2 separate regions of the Mus musculus genome follow, and region 2 is linked to region 1. The links are chromatin contacts, called in public promoter capture Hi-C maps. All regions are on one chromosome and are shown on one strand. Each heading gives the region's core, a stretch centred on a gene start, on an enhancer-like site or on the middle of the called end of the contact. The rest is flanking DNA. Distances are from core to core; before and after follow the strand shown. Region 1 overlaps E2f7 (E2F transcription factor 7). Region 2 overlaps Gm29916 (a long non-coding RNA gene).

The links. Capture Hi-C pulls out chosen DNA fragments and counts their contacts.
Region 2: a contact with region 1 is called in a promoter capture Hi-C map of adipose tissue. The contact joins two enhancer-like sites. A contact is called at or near these places in 7 of 39 promoter capture datasets (3T3-L1-derived adipocytes, embryonic stem cells, frontonasal cranial neural crest and 4 more), 7 of 115 datasets of contacts at active chromatin or transcription factors (embryonic stem cells, large pre-B cells and stem cell-derived neural progenitor cells) and 1 of 9 other capture datasets (adipose tissue).

What each region holds. Positions count from the first base shown.
Region 1 is chr10:110,751,812-110,754,511 of GRCm38.p6, reverse strand. E2f7 (E2F transcription factor 7) reads right to left here. Exons shown (of 13, transcript NM_178609.5): 3 at 153-431. Among named protein-coding and RNA genes, the nearest start is that of E2f7, 7.7 kb to the right of the region's middle. Within about 2 kb of position 1,416, at least 15 of the 459 cell types and tissues checked have an H3K27ac peak or open chromatin away from gene starts, as enhancers often do. A contact at or near this core is called in adipose tissue, where this site is marked.
Region 2 is chr10:111,072,919-111,075,663 of GRCm38.p6, reverse strand. Gm29916 (a long non-coding RNA gene) reads left to right here. Exons shown (of 2, transcript XR_380784.4): 2 at 1,237-1,522. Among named protein-coding and RNA genes, the nearest start is that of Gm51781, 7.8 kb to the right of the region's middle. Within about 2 kb of position 1,378, at least 45 of the 459 cell types and tissues checked have an H3K27ac peak or open chromatin away from gene starts, as enhancers often do. A contact at or near this core is called in adipose tissue, where this site is marked.

The sequences.
Region 1 (2,700 bases), core at 167-2,666:
GTGAAAAATAAGAATCTGAGCAAAAATGCAGCCGTTAACAAATGATGCCATGCTTAACGAACGCTGTTTGACCGGACAGGTATCGTGCGACTTTTAAATAATCATGTTAAACCCGGGGAAGTTTTACAAAGCCCTCGAGCACAGCTCGCTACCTGCAGGGAGTTCACGAACGCATCCTCCTTATTCTCAATGGGTCTGAACAGCTCCTTTTTCTTCTCCCGGTCTCTTATGTCTGGGCTGGCGGCGCTGATGAGCATCTTCAGGTTGGCTGTGGGTGTCCAGGGCTCCACCTGCGGCTGCCTGTCGACCGGCTTTACTGGAGTAATGGGGTTTCTGTCTGGGGTGAAGATTCTTTGCTTTGACAGGTCGATCGGCTCGTTCTTCATCGGTGTCTTTGGGGTCATCCTTGATCGGTCGACAAATATATTTTCCTATTTAAAGCAAAGAGAACTTTTTAGCAAGGGTCAAGAAAAGGCAGTTGTCTGCTTAAGGGTACAGAGTATGTTCTACTTAGAAATACAGATTAGACCACACATTCAAGGTCGGAAAGAACCAATACTGGATAAATGTATAGAGAGCCCCACAGGCATTGAACAGTGGCTCCAAGGAAACCCATTACATCTGCTACTTTTTTTTGCACATATTTTTTATGAAGTGTTGGTAAGAGAAGTCACAAATGTATCTGTCACCAACAGATGCCTGTAATAGCTGAAATGAAGAAGGCCAACGGAGTCTTTTCCTGCTTCACAGGGCCGTATTTTTCAAAACCCTACTTACAGGTTTGTATTTGCTACTGAAGAATGGTTACACCTTGGTAGTTCTATGTTCAAAATCAACCTATAACAGGACTCGTTAAAGGGAGAACAGCCAACAAAATACCATCGTGAGAGCTGCCTGATGTTTTCTGAGCAGTGTTCCTTCGACCATTCACAGCGAAGGGCCGGTGTTTTGCTTGCTTATATTGCTTTGCATTTCCTGAGTCCTGTGTCCTGCCAAGCGACCCTTATCTCACAGGACTAGTGTGGAGTTTCTACCACGCATGATTTACCCTTTGAGTTTGTCACTTAAATCAACCGACAGCCTCTACAACAAACGAGACCTCCAGTAGTAGGTCATAAGCGTAGATGCTCCAGACGTGGTATCGAATTGCTAGCAAGGTTTTGAAGTGCTCCGTGCCAAAGTTTTGCTTTCCAATTTCTGCAATCTTAAAACAATCTGTGTAGACAATTATAAGAAAGGGTTCAAAAGGAGCCCATGATACAACAAAACAAAAACCCCACAAGAGCACAAAGAGGCAGCATTTGGCTCCACCAAATAACAGAAGCCAATGTCTATCCACTGATTTTCACCGTTCGAAAGCAGGAAGAGTCTGCCCTTCCTCTAGTGGAATTCTCTTCCTGTCAGCAGTGACTCATATAATGAAAGCGGAGGAAGGTTCAACATCTCTCCCTTTTCCTGTACTGTATCAACCACCCTACAGCCACTGTATGCTCTGGTTCTGGCTGATCAGTGCTTCAAACAGTCCTGTCCTGGACAGAGGTAGAAGACTGGGAGAAACTGGTTTCTGGGTCCAAAGGCTCTGGTTGTATAAGTGACAGTGGCCCCCATGGACTCAGAGGGTGTGGCCTTGTTGGAAGACATCATGTGTCAGTGGGGGTGGGCTTTACGGTTTCAGAAGCTGAAGCCAGGCCCAGTAACTCTTCCTGCTGTCTGAAAGCTGGATGTAGAACTCTCAGTTCCCTTCCTAGCACTGTGTCTACCTGCACTCCACCATGCTTCCTGCCATGATAATAATGGACTAAACATCTGAACTGTAAGCCAGCTCTAATGAAAGGCTTTCCTTTGTAAGAGTTACCGTGGTCATGGTGTCTCCTTACAGCAATAAAAACCCTAACTAAGACTCGGGCCAACCACTCTTATTCGTTGGGTCAGCAGAAGCTGCCAGTTAGCTATGGTGACACTCTCTTGTACTATAATGTGCCAGGAAGGAGTGGTGGAGGTGACGAGGTCTCACGCTTTAGCAGAAGGCAGCCATCGATCCTAGAGGGTTGCTCAGATCTGCTAACAAGTTCCTGCTGGTGAGCCATTCTGACCATGCCTACAAGGGAGTTCTCAAGGGAAATGATGAAGTGCGTAACACATGTCACGTCCTGTTTCCTGGACTTGTATCAATTCCTAATCTAACTCTCTGACATAGGTACTGTGATGGTTTGTATATGCTTTGGCTAGGGAGTGGCACTATTAGACTGTGTGGCCTTGCTAGAGTAGGTGTGTCACTCACTGTGAGTGTAGGGTTTAATATCCTACTCCTATCCTAGCTGCCTGGAAGTGAGTCTTCTCTAAAAGACCTGCAGATGAAGATGTGGACCTCTCAGCTCCTCCTGCACCACGCCTGCCTGGATGCTGCCATGCTCCTGCCTTGATGATAACGGACTGAACCTCTGAACCTCTAAGCCAACCCCAATGAAATGTCCTTATGAGAGTTTGCCTCGGTCATGGTGTCTGTTCGCAGCAGTAAAATCCTAACTAAGACAGGTACGATTGTTTACTCCAGTTTATGGATGAAGTTATATAACCTCAGGTATAGAGGTTAAATAAGTTGCTCGGAGTTGCATACAAGAGCCAGTGTGAAAATCTAAGCGCGTGAAAGGCAGCCAAGAGCAGTTTCTTAAAAAAAAAAAAAAAAAAAAATGGCGCATC
Region 2 (2,745 bases), core at 129-2,628, 320 kb before region 1:
AAAGGATGACAGGGACAATGTGATACCCTCTACTATGACAGAGAAACAATTAAGAGTATATGCTTGTCACAGCGTCTAAGAATGAGACCACACTTGGGGAAAGAATTATTAAAATCCCTTGCTCTCCTTGACTCCTGCTCATCTCAAAACAGGACCTCAATTTTCTATTGAGGCCTTGGAAAAACAACCACACAAGGGTTTATAAAGGTCCCCATGGTATCTCACATGTTCCTAGGCAGGGCTAGTCTCTAACTCACAGTAGGAGTCAGTTTCCATTCTTTCTATGCCAATGGACACGCCCACCTTTGCATCTAGGAAGAGCTGGTCCATGATGTCCTGTTACCGCTTAGTGCATGCTCTCATGTGTCTCCTATGTTCCGTTGGCTACTCAGACTTGATGCTTTAGATTACAGGAGACCCCTGGCTCCTGGGTCTGCATTACACAGTGACATTTGCAAACCGTTTCTCTCCTTGTAGACGCTCACCCATTGGTTATCATCTTACCATGTTTGGGGGGAAGAACTCTTGGCTTTTAACTTAGATTTCTAGCTGGCAACCAAAATGTGAGTTTTCAGGGTCTGATCTAATGGCAAACAGAGGGGAGAGCATCATGTGGTAATCAGAATCGTCCCTCTAGTTCCACATCTCCTTCCTTTTCCCGTCTCGATTCTCCCTGGCTCTGCAAACAGACTGCCTGAAAATGCACCATACTGCTCACCAGAAAACCACGAGGTAAACTAGAACTCGTGGAAAGAAGCTATCTGTGTAGGGGGATCAACTGATAAAACCTTCAGAGGGTGAAGAAGATTTGCAAAGTTTCTTATCTCACAGACTAATTATCATTTCTTTGGGCTAGCCTTAGTTCCCCGAGTAGCCATTTCTTGCTCACCCCTGTACTGTAATTAACAACCTGTCACTATAGATAACATTTTAGCATGCATTAACTTAGTAAACTACTGGTTTCTACCAACTAAAGAGCTAAGATCACCATCAGATAGTGTTTGAGGCCTGTAGAAGAGTCTCCCCCCATCTCGCTGTAACCACCGCTCCAATGTCTCCACCAAGTATTTTTAAATGGCCTTGACTTATGACATCCTTTGTTCTGCTACTGTAAAGCTTCATGAAACTGCTTCCACACTGGGAACATGGCATCTGGGGGCAATCCAGCTTCACGTTTCCAAGGGCTTGGTCACTCTAGTTTGGCTCCAGAATAAACTCTCTCATTCCTTTTTTGAGGCGAGAGCTGTGCAGTTTTGTGCATCGACTTCAATGGAAGGATCCAAATTCCACCTGTGTTCTGAGTGGGACTCCCTCCAATACCAAGTCAGGAAAGCAGGAAGAGGGCACAGTGAACTCCACTTCCCGTTTCCCTGGCCCTGCCTCCCGGCTGCAGCTGCCCCACCCCCAACACAGCTATAGACCATAAGTTTCACTGGAAACCAGAAGCTCATCCAGTTATCTCTGTATGGAACAACTTCCTGGTGCAATAAAGATTTGGGGGCCACTCCCTTTCTCGTATTCAGATTGCCTTTCTTGTCTCCTCCTTATTCTAATTCCAGCAAAGCATGTGTGTGTGTGTGTTGTATAGCTCCTGCCAGACACAAAGAGGAAATAACTATCTCTGTGTTGGATAAGAAGAGGAACAATGGTTACACCATCAGATGGGAATGCCAGGTGCAGAAATAGTTTGCAATAGTTTATTTAGCTAACAAAGCTAGAGGAGGCATGGATTTCAAAAGCCTTCTGTCTCTTATATTTTGTTTATATTAATGGGCACTTTGGTGGCTGTTGTTGGCAGAGGCAGCTAGCCTCTGAATGACCAACTGTTATAGTCCTACCCAAAGTTATTGGCATCTGGCTCTTGCCTGCAACCCGTCTTGATACCCTATCTCTAGTTAGAGTGATGAAGAGGCCAGAGTAAATTCTCGTGAGTTTTTAACACTGTGGATTCACGACATGCACCAGTGGCATAACTCATGCAGGTAAGTAAAAATTATTCATCTGCCTAGATAAGGTTAGAAATTACTTATTCGGGGACCGCCGACTCTAAATATCAATGATGGCCCGTTTGTACTGTGTGGGAAAGCCACAGATGCAGGCAGTAAACTTCAACAGCGCTTTTACAGGCCAACCGGCATTAAGCCACTTGTACTTTGACCCGAATTCCTTCCAAGGTGCGATTTCATTGTTCATTTAACAGATCACGGGAGCAAGAACCCTTTGCGAAGGAGGGGAAGGATGGCTTGAGCCACTCTTATCCCTGCTGAGGAGGAAAGGCGCTGTATTAATGACTTCATCATTGAAGAGCTGAATACTTAATGTCCACTCTCGGAAACAGAGAACAATAAAAGCAATTTCACCCGCGCAGACAGCCTTGCTGTCTTCCCCCTTCAGAGGATTAGAAAGGATTATAGCGTTACCAGATAAGGGCAATCTGAATCCTCTAACTAGAGAGAACAGATAATGTTCTCTGAATTTCATCAGCGATCTATATTCCCTAAATAGCATCTTAGAGCTGCTTCCTATACAGAAAAATGTTTACTGAATGGAAATTTTATTACCTGGATATTGCATCTGCCGGCATCAAGGGCAACCTTTGTAGATGGAGTCCTTCTGCCTGGTCTGTATCCTTTCATTAATAGATGCAGTCAAATGAGGATTATGGAGTTGTTAAAAATGGAATTGGTATCTTAGACTTTTTTTTTTTTTTTTGTTAGTACCAATTGGGCCATTTTACTCAGGGTT